Regions from separate parts of the Mus musculus genome. Here all the other regions are linked to region 1. Evidence: chromatin contacts called from public HiChIP or PLAC-seq data. All regions are on one chromosome and are shown on one strand. The core of a region is the stretch at or near the end of the contact, and the rest is flanking DNA. Distances in the headings are between cores, read along the strand shown.

Region 1 (2,700 bases), core at 143-2,642:
TTTTAAAGATTTGTTTATTTATTACACATAAGTACACTGTAGCTGTCTTCAGACACCCCAGAAGAGGGCATCAGATCTCATTATGGATGGTTGTGAGCCACCATGTGGTTGCTGGGATTTGAACTCTGAACCTTCGGAAGAACAGTCAGTGGTCTTAACCGCTAAGCCATCTCTCCAGAATGTTTTTTTTAAACCTCAAAGACCATCCCTAGTGGCACACTCCTCCAAAATGACCACACCTTCTAATTGTTCCCAAACAGCCCCAAATTGGGGACCAAGTACTCAAACATAAGAGTATGGTGGGGGGCATTCTCAGTTACCCCCTCCCCTCACATTTGCCTACCCATAGCTGTAGTTTCTAGGACTCTTGAAGCAGCACATTCATAGTCTATAGGAAAGTGAATGAATGCTTTATACAGGGACACTCGCCCTGCAGCACACACTTGTTTCTCTATGGTGGCTCTCAGAGAGCCTGATCCAGTACTCAGGAGCCATACCTGCCATGCTTATGAAAGCAGGAGGATGCTATGAGCTCAACTTCAGCTTTGTTTTCGTTTTTATTTTTTATTTGTTATTTTTGCCTGTAATGGAGTCAGATGGATTTATACACACAAACACAAAGAGAGAGGGCAGGAGGGAGGGAGGGAGGGAGGGAAGGAGGGAGGGAGGAGAGAGAGAGAGAGAGAGAGAGAGAGAGAGAGAGAGAGAGAGAGAGAGAAACATCCAGTGGAAGGTCAGAGCACAGGCCTGAAAGTAATACTTGTGCTTAAACTCTGGGTCAGTAGCTTATCCCTGGGTGACCTTCAGCTATTTGTTGCAACTCCCTAAGGCTCGGAGTTTGTTACCTGAAAATTCAGGATCAAGATACAACCTCTTAGCCTCGTCCTGGGATTAAAGGATAATGAGTCACACACACTGAATGTAGACCTCAGAGTATTGTGCTGGCCACATGATAGCTGGTTACAAACCAAGTCCGCTGTGCCCACGAGGGCGAGCTATTGTTACTAATAAAAAATGAGGAAAGGGAGTTAAAGCTCTAAAGACAGTTGCTCCCTTCCTAGGTCTGGGTCAGGCAGAAAGCCCGAGTTCTCGAACTTAAAAGGGACTTTGGGTGGTGGGTGGGTGGAACCTGTAACACTTGGGACCCGAGATCTCCTGCACGGGCCGAGTCAGGGGGTGGGGGCGGTCGCGTGGCCAGCTATGGGAAGGTCTCAAATGATCCCCTTCTCAGGCCAGAAGGGTCCTGTGCAAGCGAGGTCCCCCAGTATCCCGGGCCCCCAGCGTCCCAGGGCGTCGCCCCGTGCAAGGAGGGAGAGGAGGGGCGAGCGCGGGACTTTCCCCGCCTCCCTCCTCTTTCCATAAATCACCGCTGCAGCGGCAGCGGCGGAGCCGGGAAGTGTACGGAGCCGGAGCGCAGCGTGGTGGCACCAGACACCTCCCTTTTCCCCGCCGCTTTCTTTCCTTTCTCTTCTCTCACTTCGGTCTTTTAAACCTCCCTCTCCCTCCTCGCCGGGAGACCGCCCCGGTCGCCTCGCCGCGCCTACACTGGTGGCGCCGCCGCCGTCTCCGGGCTGCGCCGGGACTCGGGAAAGCGAAGGCGGCGCCGCTCCGCCGGTGCTCTCAGCCGCCCGCCCGGCCTGCGGGCGCCGCGGTCTTCGAGCCGCTGCCGCCGGGCGATGGTGGCCGCCCGCGCGCCCGCGCTGCAGCCGGGCGCCCCCTAAGTTTTCCAGCTACAGCCGCCGCGCCGTGGAGCCGAGAGCGCAGGAGACGAGGAAAGTTTGGCGGGCTGCGCCTCCCGCGGCCAGCGCCCGAATCCCGTCGGCGGGAGTGGCCGGAGGCGGCATGGCCCGCGAGCCGGAGGAAGAGGAGACCGTAAGGCCGGCCGCTGTGGTCCGCCGCTGTCCTCGCTGCCCTGGCTGGCCTGGGGCCCCGCGGCCGCCCCTTTGGCTGCTCTGCCTTGTGGCATGCTGGATCTTGGGCGCCGTGGCCGACGCCGACTTCTCCATCCTGGACGAGGCGCAAGTGCTGGCGAGCCAGATGCGGAGGCTGGCTGCCGAGGAGCTGGGGGTGGTCACCATGCAGGTAAGCGACCCCCTTCGCGCCGCCTCACTTGCAGCGCTCTCCCGCTGCGCAGAGCCCTGGGCCGCTGCACGGAGTGCCCAAGCGGGCTGTGGGACCTCTCGGTTCCTGCAGACTTCACCACATCCAGTGCTCTCTGTCCCGTGTACTCATTTGCCGCTGCCCTCTTCTGCAGAGCCTCTGCCCCGCACCCACTTTCCCCCTCTTCTCGGCCCCGGCTCCTTTCTTGTTGGCTGGGGATTCTCTGCTCTATCCGCGCTTCCTTCCCCAGTTTGCACTCTCTTCCTTCGCAGATTTGTTTTCACTCGTCACTCCTGCAAACTCCCCTTTCCTCTTTGTGTTCCCATCCCTAGGCAGCGGTCCCGCCCGGCTCGGGGCATTCTCCAAGGCTCCCCCACTCCACCCTCTTGAAACCTCCCAGCGTCCTGGAGACCAGGCGCACGAGTGGGCGAGGGAGCGAAGGTAGATTGTCCGCCTGGGCCGCAGGACTGTTGGGGTCCGGGCGGCCCAGCAACCGGGGCTCGCTCTCCCTGCCCTGCCGCTTTGGGGGAGGGGAGGGGCTGATCTGGCGGATCCCCCGCTCCAGTCCTTCTGGGGACTCTTTTTCTTTCCGCTCTTGCG
Region 2 (2,700 bases), core at 92-2,591, 52 kb after region 1:
GGTTGGATAGTGGACTGTGCTATTAACAAGCAGCAGACAAAGAAGGCAACTGGCTTTCCATGGGACGATATCTAAGGGAAGTTTTTGAGTTGGAGTTTGTTCCTCGGTCCAGCCTGGCAAGATGAAGAGGGATAGCTCCACAGCAGGAGGAAGCCAGGAAGGACCACTAGGGCCTGGGAGGCCACTGTGAGAGTAACTGGGAGGGCGCCCTGGGGAGATCCTGAGCAAATGAGGTAGACAACCAACCTGAAGCTTCACGTTGCCAGGAGACATCTAGATAGTATGACTCCTTTACCTGGCTGGTCTTATTTCTCCTGTTCGTTTATTAACTTTTTGCACTGTGTTTGGGGGATGGGAGAGGGTGGTATATCCCACCCTAGGGGAGCTGTCCTGCCTTTGATTGAACGGAGGAGTCCTGTGGCTATTCAGGTTGTATTCCCTGGGAAACAAAGAAACTGATTAGATCTTAAGAGACAAGGACAGTGGACTCCCGTGGTGGCACAGCTTGCCATCCTTTTTGAACGGGACTTGATCTCTTGCAGGCTTCCCTGACTGAGCCAGGGCGCTTTTGTAGATCCTGGGAGGTGTTGGTTAGGTTCAGTGTTTTTTCAATGTTTGTATCTCCTTACAGGAAGGAGGGTTCATTATGGGGCAGGAGGAGGCACTTAAGTGTAGTCATTTGTCAGCCCCTGACTCTGGCCTAGCTTCTTCTGCCAAGATAACTGAGAGCCTCACACAACCCCGGGGTGGGGGGGAGGGGCAGGGCGGGGATGCACTTTTATGTGTCTCTTGGGGAAATCAGGACATTTCATTGGTCCTGAACCTGAGTCCTACATCCAAGATGGACTGCCAGTGTTCTGTTGTTTTTATGTCCTATCTTTTCAACTGAGTTAATTGGATACCTGCTTTTAAAATAAATCTTTATCAGGTTGTGCTGTAGTTAGGATGGTATTAGGAGACAGTGGAAAAGTTAGGAGCAGGTCATGAATGAGCCAGCATCATTACATGGGTCGGTGCAGAGCATTCAGACAAGGTCCAGCTTGACCTGTGGATCTGTACAGTCTTCCAAGTTTTCGAATCTCTAAAATGGATTGAGTCCTATGAGACATTTTCCACTCACAGGAAAGAAAGAAATTATGGTATCAAAGTACTGGTTTTCTGATTGTTGGGAACTACAATTCTGGAGACATATTTGTTTGAGACGGGACAAAGAATGGCTTTTTTTTTTTTTTGGTCTAGACTTTTGTCAAGGACATGGCCATCCTCATGTCCCTAGCCTCCCTGGGAGCTGGAACCCTTTCTTAGCTTCCTATTGTCTCTAAGAGCTAGAGAGAGATAAGAGTCATAGATAAGGGCCTCAGAGATAGCAAGGGCCTTCAGTAAGTACATGTGCTTGTCTTGGCATTCCCCTACAAGCCCATGCCTTCTAACATATAGTTCAACCAGCCTATCTGTGGCTCTGTGAGCATCTCTGTGTCCCCCACAGTGCCTGTCTATCTCCCTTTTGAGATAGGGACCACTTAACTGAGTTAAAAGTCTCATGTTGACAGGCTACTTATTAGCAGGAACTGTGAGTCTTTTTGTTTTTTAAATCTCATTAGGCCCTTGTTACCCATTTGATAACAAAGACTTAAAGGACTTTTGCTAAGAAATCTCTGGCAGACATACCTTCTTGGGCCTGAATGATAAACTTTCTGCCTTCAGCAATGGAAATGTGGGAGAATTCCAGACGCTAAATAATCTGGCTCGCGGCCAGCAGGTTCAGGCACGTTGGAACCGTTTGATTGAGGCTTAGCCAGGGTCTGCAGCAGGAGAGTCACGTTAAACCCCCTCAGGAGGTCTGAGTGCTGAACTGGAAACACATGGAGCACCTTGCAAACATTATCCATCTGCTCCAGGCCCTGCTTTCCTTATCTGTAAGGGAGGGCTCCGCAGAGTCGGCAAGAGGAGCTCATTATTTTATTCCAATACTTTAAAAACACACCCACCTAGCTATCGGGTAAGTCTGACTACACTGTTCTTTCTAGCCGCCTGTTAACCATCAATCAGTCAGCTCCACCAAGCAGCTCCAGTCAACCAGAATTACAATAGTAAATTAGCATAATTCCAGCCTCAAACCTGAAGCCCGATATTCTAGGTTAATCTTACGAAGACTAGTAATAATCTTATATAATAATATATTATTAATGAAACGACCAAGATAATATAATATATATGTGTATTTCACAATAAAATAATATAATAATTTTGATCATTTCTTTCCTTTTTTTTTTAATGTCACCAATAGCTTGTAATTATTACCACCTGTTGTAAACCTCATTCCTTGTGTTCCGAACAACTCACAGAGGTTTTGGGGGACAGTTTTGACAGCAGTCAAATGATCTGATGTTGAGTGAGGGTTAGCTACTGTCCCATAGCCTTACCACCTGGGTATAACTAAAGCAAGCAAGAGACTTGTTTCTGCTATCGACATACACAGATTTTGATTAATGTCCATATCTCAACATGTGTGTATAGAATGGATCCCGGGTCTTTACCTCTGTGCTGGGTAGAGCCCCCGCTGTCTTTTCTAGTTGCCCTGGTCACTGCTTTATCGGAACAGCTTTACTCATAGACACAATGGCGGCCCAGAGGACACTTCTGCTATCCTTAATAGCACTTAGCAATTGGAAACCTTCCAACTGAACTGGACCTGAAGCC
Region 3 (2,700 bases), core at 5-2,504, 36 kb after region 1:
TTTTTCTTATGTTGACAGTAGTTCACGTTGAAAAGGAAAATGCCATTTCTCTCTTGTTAATGGCCAAATTGGAAGCAGAATTATACTAGGGGAGCTTGAGAATGTGTTGTAAGTGGAGGAGCATGAATCAAGAGAACCACAATTAAAACCACTTATCCCGTAGCCGTATTTCCCAAACACAATGACAGCCTTCAAGCTGATCATGGGATTACAGAAATTGAGTGGAATAAAACCTCATTCATTGCATCAGTCTGTGTTTTGCCATTTTGGGTGCACTGTTCTCTCTGCACTTCTTAGTATTGGTGGGAAAATTTGGTCAAAAAGAGTTCTCTCTCTCTCTCTCTCTCTCTCTCTCATTTAGTTGCATGATCTTCAGAAGCAAAGGCAAGTAGTCATTAATTTCCATCTGATAGGGCAGAACTTTTTCTGTGGCTAAACAATTGAAACAGGAAATGACCCAAGATACAGTTTCCATGACACCCTGTCGCTTGGATCCAGTTTTTCCTGAAGATGAAAGACCAAAGCCGCCTTTTGATACCAAGTAACTAATTGGACTGGCTGATAGTGGGAGGGTTTTTTTTTTTTTAATATAATGTGAAAAATAAAGGAGAAAAAACTAGAACAGCTGTGTTTTGGTATAGTTGTCTAATCCCCAGATAAAACACTCCAAGGACATTGGAATTGAATGGTGCCTTTGTGGGGGGGAGGGGCTTAGTTTCTAAAATCTGTCAAAGCACGGAATGTATTTATGTTAAAGAGCAAAAAGAAGAAAGGGGGAAATCAGAGCTTCGATACCAGGTGATAGCTTTTCAAGAATGATCTTTGTTTATGCAGAGTATGATGTCCTGTTTTAAGATTCTCTCTTGAAGGTGCTAAGAGATTGGCTAGGTTGTTGTCGTCTAGAGTGTTTGTTTATATTTCTGCTCCGAGCTGGCTGTGAGAGCTGGGGTTGCTGAGAGCTGGGGGAACTGAGCCTCTGTTCCTGTGTTTCCCTTTCTCTTGTAAATGAAGCGCTGGTTGTAGAGCTTCAAGCCCTACTACTCTTCCACTTCAGAAATTTCCCACCCACCCCAACCCCCTACTGAAATGCTGGCTCTACTGATCACAAAGGCATGCATATGAAAAGCTTCAAATACGTTTAAATGGAGAAAACATCTATTTTCCTTGAAAGGGAGGCAATGTCTTCTCCATGTCCACTGATGGCGTACCTAAGAACCATGTTTTCTTACATTGGAACCCTGAAGAAGACAGTCTTTGTTTGACCTAATGAATCTTCTGTGTCCTGGGGCTCAGTGGTGGGCTGCTTGCCTGGCTCGCACAGGCCATTGAGTTCAGCCACAACACTTTGAAAGAAATAACTAAAGAGACGTGTATTTTTTTCTAATTCCTCACTCCTCTTGTGAATGAGCCAGAACCCTGTCTCTGTCAGTTTTCCACCAGTTAGATTTATTTGGTGGATTCAATTCCCCCCCTCCCCCCAAGACAGGGTTTCTCTGTGTAGCCTTGGCTGTCCTGGAACTCACTTTGTAGACTAGACTGGCCTCGATCTCAGAAATCCGCCTGCCTCTGCCTCCCAAGTGCTAGGATTAAAGGATTGTTTCATAGCAAAGTACCTGCCTAGTTTCTTTTACTTTTGCCAATCAGAGGAGTAGAAGCAGATGTTCACACTGAAATCCTACTATATTTAGGTGGTAAGTGTAATACTAAAAATATAGACTGACTGAGGTGTAACTGTGGACCAATTACTTGGTTCTAATTTTCTCTTTTCTAGTTGTGCCTACCTTTGGGCTGACTGCAAATTGCATGAGATTTGGGGCCTCCTGACATTGTGTCTGCCCCATGGGTGACATGAATTAGATGTTTAAAGGGGTGGATGCTGACAGTGGGGTGCTGTACATGGATCCCAAGTTGGGTGGGTCGGAGATTCCTTCTTCTTATAGCAACATCTGGTTTTAAGTCACCATCTTCAACTGAGGAAGACATTCAAGTAGTGTTGTCAAAGCCATGGATATTACTGTTTGGATGTTTGACTCACTGAATAGCTTGGGCATTGTTGGGGCTCTGTAGTGGAAGAGTGAAGATTCCCTTCCTGTAGCTGTCCTAGCTACAGTGGCTCCTGGAGTCCTCTGGGTTGGCTGAGTAGCCTGGCTAGGTACCCAAGATTCATGTCTGTGAGCTAAACCTGAATCTTTATACTCTGTGACAGGTCCCTACTGCCTCTGCTTCCCTGAGCAGCATTTCTTTTTAGACACCCTCTCCCAACGCCACCCTCCTTTTGCAGGACCTCCTGCCTGAGGCTGTGCCCTGACTAGTAGAGCTGTACGTAGCCATTAGTCCAGCTCTTTGCTTGTGCCTCATGTAGGTCCTATCCTACTTAGTTGTTCTAGGTCTGAGCTGCCTGCTGTGTCCCCTTGATGCCCAGTCATTTGTTCTCCTTACAGGTACCTTATCTGCCCTCTGAGAGGGGCACTGGTGAGCTGGCTGCATCACACATACACAGACATACTAAGTTCTCTAAAAGACTATCAAAAATAGGCTTTTAATTATTTTAAAAGATGTGTGTGTGTGTGTGTGTGTGTGTGTGTGTGTGTGTCACTGGAGTTGGAGTTATAAATTGGTTGTGACTCACCTGCCAAAGGACCTAGAAAGGAAACATGGGTCCTATGGAAGGAGCAATGCTCTTAATCCCTGAGCTATCTC
Region 4 (2,700 bases), core at 196-2,695, 41 kb before region 1:
TTGACTCAAGCTAGTCATCAGAGAGGAGAAAGCCTCAAGTGAGATACAGAGTTTGGAGTTTGCTTGTCTTGCTTTGGAGATTACAATTAAGTGATTGGATGAATCTCAGAAGAGACCTTGAACTTTGGACTTTTAACATTGTTGAGACTGCTATAGACTATGAGGACTTTAAAAGTTGTACTAAATACATTTTGCACTATGCTATGTTTAAGTATGGCCCCCCATAGACTCATATGTTTGAACAAGTCTATGGGGGCCAGGGAGTAGAATGTGATGATTTGTATATTCTTGGGCCAGGGAGTGGCACCATTTGGAAGTGTGGCCTTGTTGAAATCAGTGTGTCACTGTGGGCGTGGGCTTAAGATCCTCACCCTAGTTGCCTGGAAGTTAGTCTTCCACTAGCAGCCTTTGGATGAAGATGTAGAACTCTCAGCTCTGCCTGCGCCATGCCTGAATGGATACTGCCATGCTCCCACCTTGATAATAATGGACTGAACCTCTGAACTTGTAAGCCAGCCCCAATTAAATGTTGTTTTTATAAGACTTGCCTTGGTCATGGTGTCTGTTCACAGCAGTAAAACCCTAACTAAGACACTCCCCAACTTGCTATTTTGTCATGGCGTTTGTTTCACCATAGCAGTAGTAACCCTAACGAAGATAGCAACCTAGCCATCTTCTGAGACCCAGAATTGTTTTAAGATAAGTTCATTCATGAATTATTATGAGTAAATGTTTTATTTGTATGTCTATTTTGTACATCCAAACACTCTAAGGTTACATAAAATTTCTAAAATGAAAAGGATTCACAGATGGAAACAGCTGAGCCTAGAGAGATGGCTTTGATGAAGAGAGCTTGTAGCTCTTGCAGAGAGATCAAAGTTCAGTTCCCACCACCTACACCAGGCAGCTTACAATTGCCCCATATGATACATTCTTCTGGCCTTCATAGGCACAAACACACAGTCACACCGTCTTTCACATACATAAAAATAAATCTTAAAAAAAAAACCCATAGTTTATTTGTCTTTAAGTAAAAAGGTTTGAGCCATCCTGGTTTAGATTATTCCCCTAAGTCCAATATTAGGTTTAAAAAAAGAGTTTGTTTTCAGTATTCCTAAACAATAACACTGGACTAATCAAAGAAAAGTAGGACTTTTTTATTACCAGAGGATCTCTTCCAAGACTCAGAGGATGTCCAACGTCGCGGACAGCATCAGATCCTGTATTTGCTATATTTTTCTTATACAAGTGTATCTACAATAAAGTTTAATTTCTGAATTATACATAGGTAAAGATTAACAATAGATTGAACGAATAATATACTGTAATAAATGTTACCCCACCACCACCCACATTGTTCTTTCATCACTGTTCTTGCCTGCACGGTAAGGTGGAGGGAGGTGCTGCAGGATGCAGGCACAGTGTCAGCCTCCTGGAGCAGGGTCCCTCAAACAAAAGTGGCACAGTAGCAGAGACAACTGGCATGGCTCCTAGCTAGCAATGTGTCCAGCATGGACATACTAAACAAAGGGAGGATTCATGGCACAGGTATGCTGGCTCCACAGCCAAGACTGCGCCATGCTAGTAAAAGGCACAACATTGAAAACCCACACACAGCTTATTTCTGCAGTGTTGCACTTAATATTTTTCAGGCTGTGGTTGACCCGAGACTGCAGAGGCCGATGCCAGAGCTAAAAGGAACCACAATCTGGATTCTTCTAGTGAATTTGACTACATTTTTATGATACCTCAAAGACAAGAGGCCTCATAAAAAGCCCAAATATGCTCACAGAACGGTGAAGATTAATCATAAGTGTTATTATGTAAACTACTACAAAACCGGCATGTTAACTAGTACTGCCATTGGCTGCTCTATGGCTGTCGACAGGTTGTGACCTTGGATCTGACACTGGCCTCTGCACTTTCCATGTCTTACAGTTTGCTGTAAAGTTCACAGGATAAGCCCTGTCTTAATGAATTTCAAGACTTGCCAATGGTAAACAAAGGGAATGAGTTTTTTCAACAAGCTAATACAATTATGGCCTGGACACGCATGTTTTTTTCTTTCCAACTCTGCTTTCTGCTGGGTCTTTCTAATGGCACCTCCACACGAGATTGATGAGAGATGGCAGAGATCCACATGCCACTATTGTTGAGATGCAAGTCCCTGACAACCTGAGTCCAACAACAAATGTCGGAGTCATCGTTAATGAATCAGGACATTCATAATTGGAAAATAAGCCCTTTCTCCCTCCCCCTGACTCACTGATACCTCTCATTAGCCGGTGGTTCTGAGAATGCCTGGGATAAAGATCTCAAGACAAAGTTGGATGGAGAAAACTTCTAATCCTATTGATAGGAGAAGAAAGGAGGAGAGCGCTAGGCTGCCGCTTTTCACCCACTTTATGGTATTTTAATTAAGCCGAGACTTTGTTGTATGGTTTACACGCACGAGGAATACACAGGCAGCTGCATTTTATGTAGAGTGGCTATAAATAGAAGAATTAATATAGAAAAGATTAAAAAGCTGTGTGGATAATGGGTGTCTATTACCTCCTGGAACACTATTGTGCTTTCGAATGCCAGTCTGCGTACCTGCTTTTCGGAAATTGAATTCTCTAAGCAGAAAAGATGAGATGAATGAGAACCCTGGGGGCTGATGGGAGAACGTATTTTTGAATTCTCACATGTAATGTCACT

What was found. HiChIP or PLAC-seq counts read pairs in DNA pulled down with a chosen protein or histone mark.
Region 2: a contact with region 1 is called in an H3K27ac HiChIP or PLAC-seq map of extraembryonic endoderm stem cells. The contact joins the enhancer-like site here to the promoter of Cachd1 in region 1. A contact is called at or near these places in 2 of 39 promoter capture datasets (frontonasal cranial neural crest and maxillary cranial neural crest), 1 of 15 datasets of contacts at CTCF or cohesin (the NIH/3T3 cell line), 10 of 484 Hi-C or Micro-C datasets (astrocytes, cerebral cortex, cortical glia and 6 more), 12 of 115 datasets of contacts at active chromatin or transcription factors (craniofacial prominence, embryonic midbrain, embryonic stem cells and 5 more) and 3 of 9 other capture datasets (adipose tissue, embryonic stem cells and pancreatic islet).
Region 3: a contact with region 1 is called in an H3K27ac HiChIP or PLAC-seq map of embryonic stem cells, with 2.7 times the contacts expected there. The contact joins the enhancer-like site here to the promoter of Cachd1 in region 1. A contact is called at or near these places in 2 of 39 promoter capture datasets (frontonasal cranial neural crest and maxillary cranial neural crest), 5 of 484 Hi-C or Micro-C datasets (cerebral cortex, embryonic stem cells, nephron progenitors and 1 more), 7 of 115 datasets of contacts at active chromatin or transcription factors (embryonic stem cells, epiblast stem cells, intestinal villus epithelium and 1 more) and 2 of 9 other capture datasets (adipose tissue and pancreatic islet).
Region 4: a contact with region 1 is called in an H3K4me3 HiChIP or PLAC-seq map of embryonic forebrain, with 2.3 times the contacts expected there. The contact joins the enhancer-like site here to the promoter of Cachd1 in region 1. A contact is called at or near these places in 1 of 39 promoter capture datasets (cranial neural crest), 4 of 484 Hi-C or Micro-C datasets (embryonic cerebral cortex, neural progenitor cells, pancreatic cancer cells and 1 more), 5 of 115 datasets of contacts at active chromatin or transcription factors (astrocytes, embryonic forebrain, embryonic midbrain and 1 more) and 3 of 9 other capture datasets (adipose tissue, liver and pancreatic islet).

What each region holds. Positions count from the first base shown.
Region 1 is chr4:100,775,287-100,777,986 of GRCm38.p6, forward strand. It overlaps Cachd1 (cache domain containing 1), which reads left to right and starts at 1,393. Exons shown (of 27, transcript NM_198037.1): 1 at 1,393-2,082. The coding sequence starts at 1,843.
Region 2 is chr4:100,827,085-100,829,784 of GRCm38.p6, forward strand. All of the region lies in intron 1 of Cachd1 (cache domain containing 1), which reads left to right. Among named protein-coding and RNA genes, the nearest start is that of Cachd1, 52 kb to the left of the region's middle. Within about 2 kb of position 1,342, at least 38 of the 459 cell types and tissues checked have an H3K27ac peak or open chromatin away from gene starts, as enhancers often do. A contact at or near this core is called in craniofacial prominence, epiblast stem cells, extraembryonic endoderm stem cells and 1 more, where this site is marked.
Region 3 is chr4:100,811,032-100,813,731 of GRCm38.p6, forward strand. The region is part of intron 1 of Cachd1 (cache domain containing 1); the gene reads left to right. Among named protein-coding and RNA genes, the nearest start is that of Cachd1, 36 kb to the left of the region's middle. Within about 2 kb of position 1,255, at least 34 of the 459 cell types and tissues checked have an H3K27ac peak or open chromatin away from gene starts, as enhancers often do. A contact at or near this core is called in embryonic stem cells, epiblast stem cells, intestinal villus epithelium and 1 more, where this site is marked.
Region 4 is chr4:100,733,831-100,736,530 of GRCm38.p6, forward strand. No RefSeq gene overlaps it. Among named protein-coding and RNA genes, the nearest start is that of Cachd1, 41 kb to the right of the region's middle. Within about 2 kb of position 1,446, at least 9 of the 459 cell types and tissues checked have an H3K27ac peak or open chromatin away from gene starts, as enhancers often do. A contact at or near this core is called in embryonic forebrain, where this site is marked.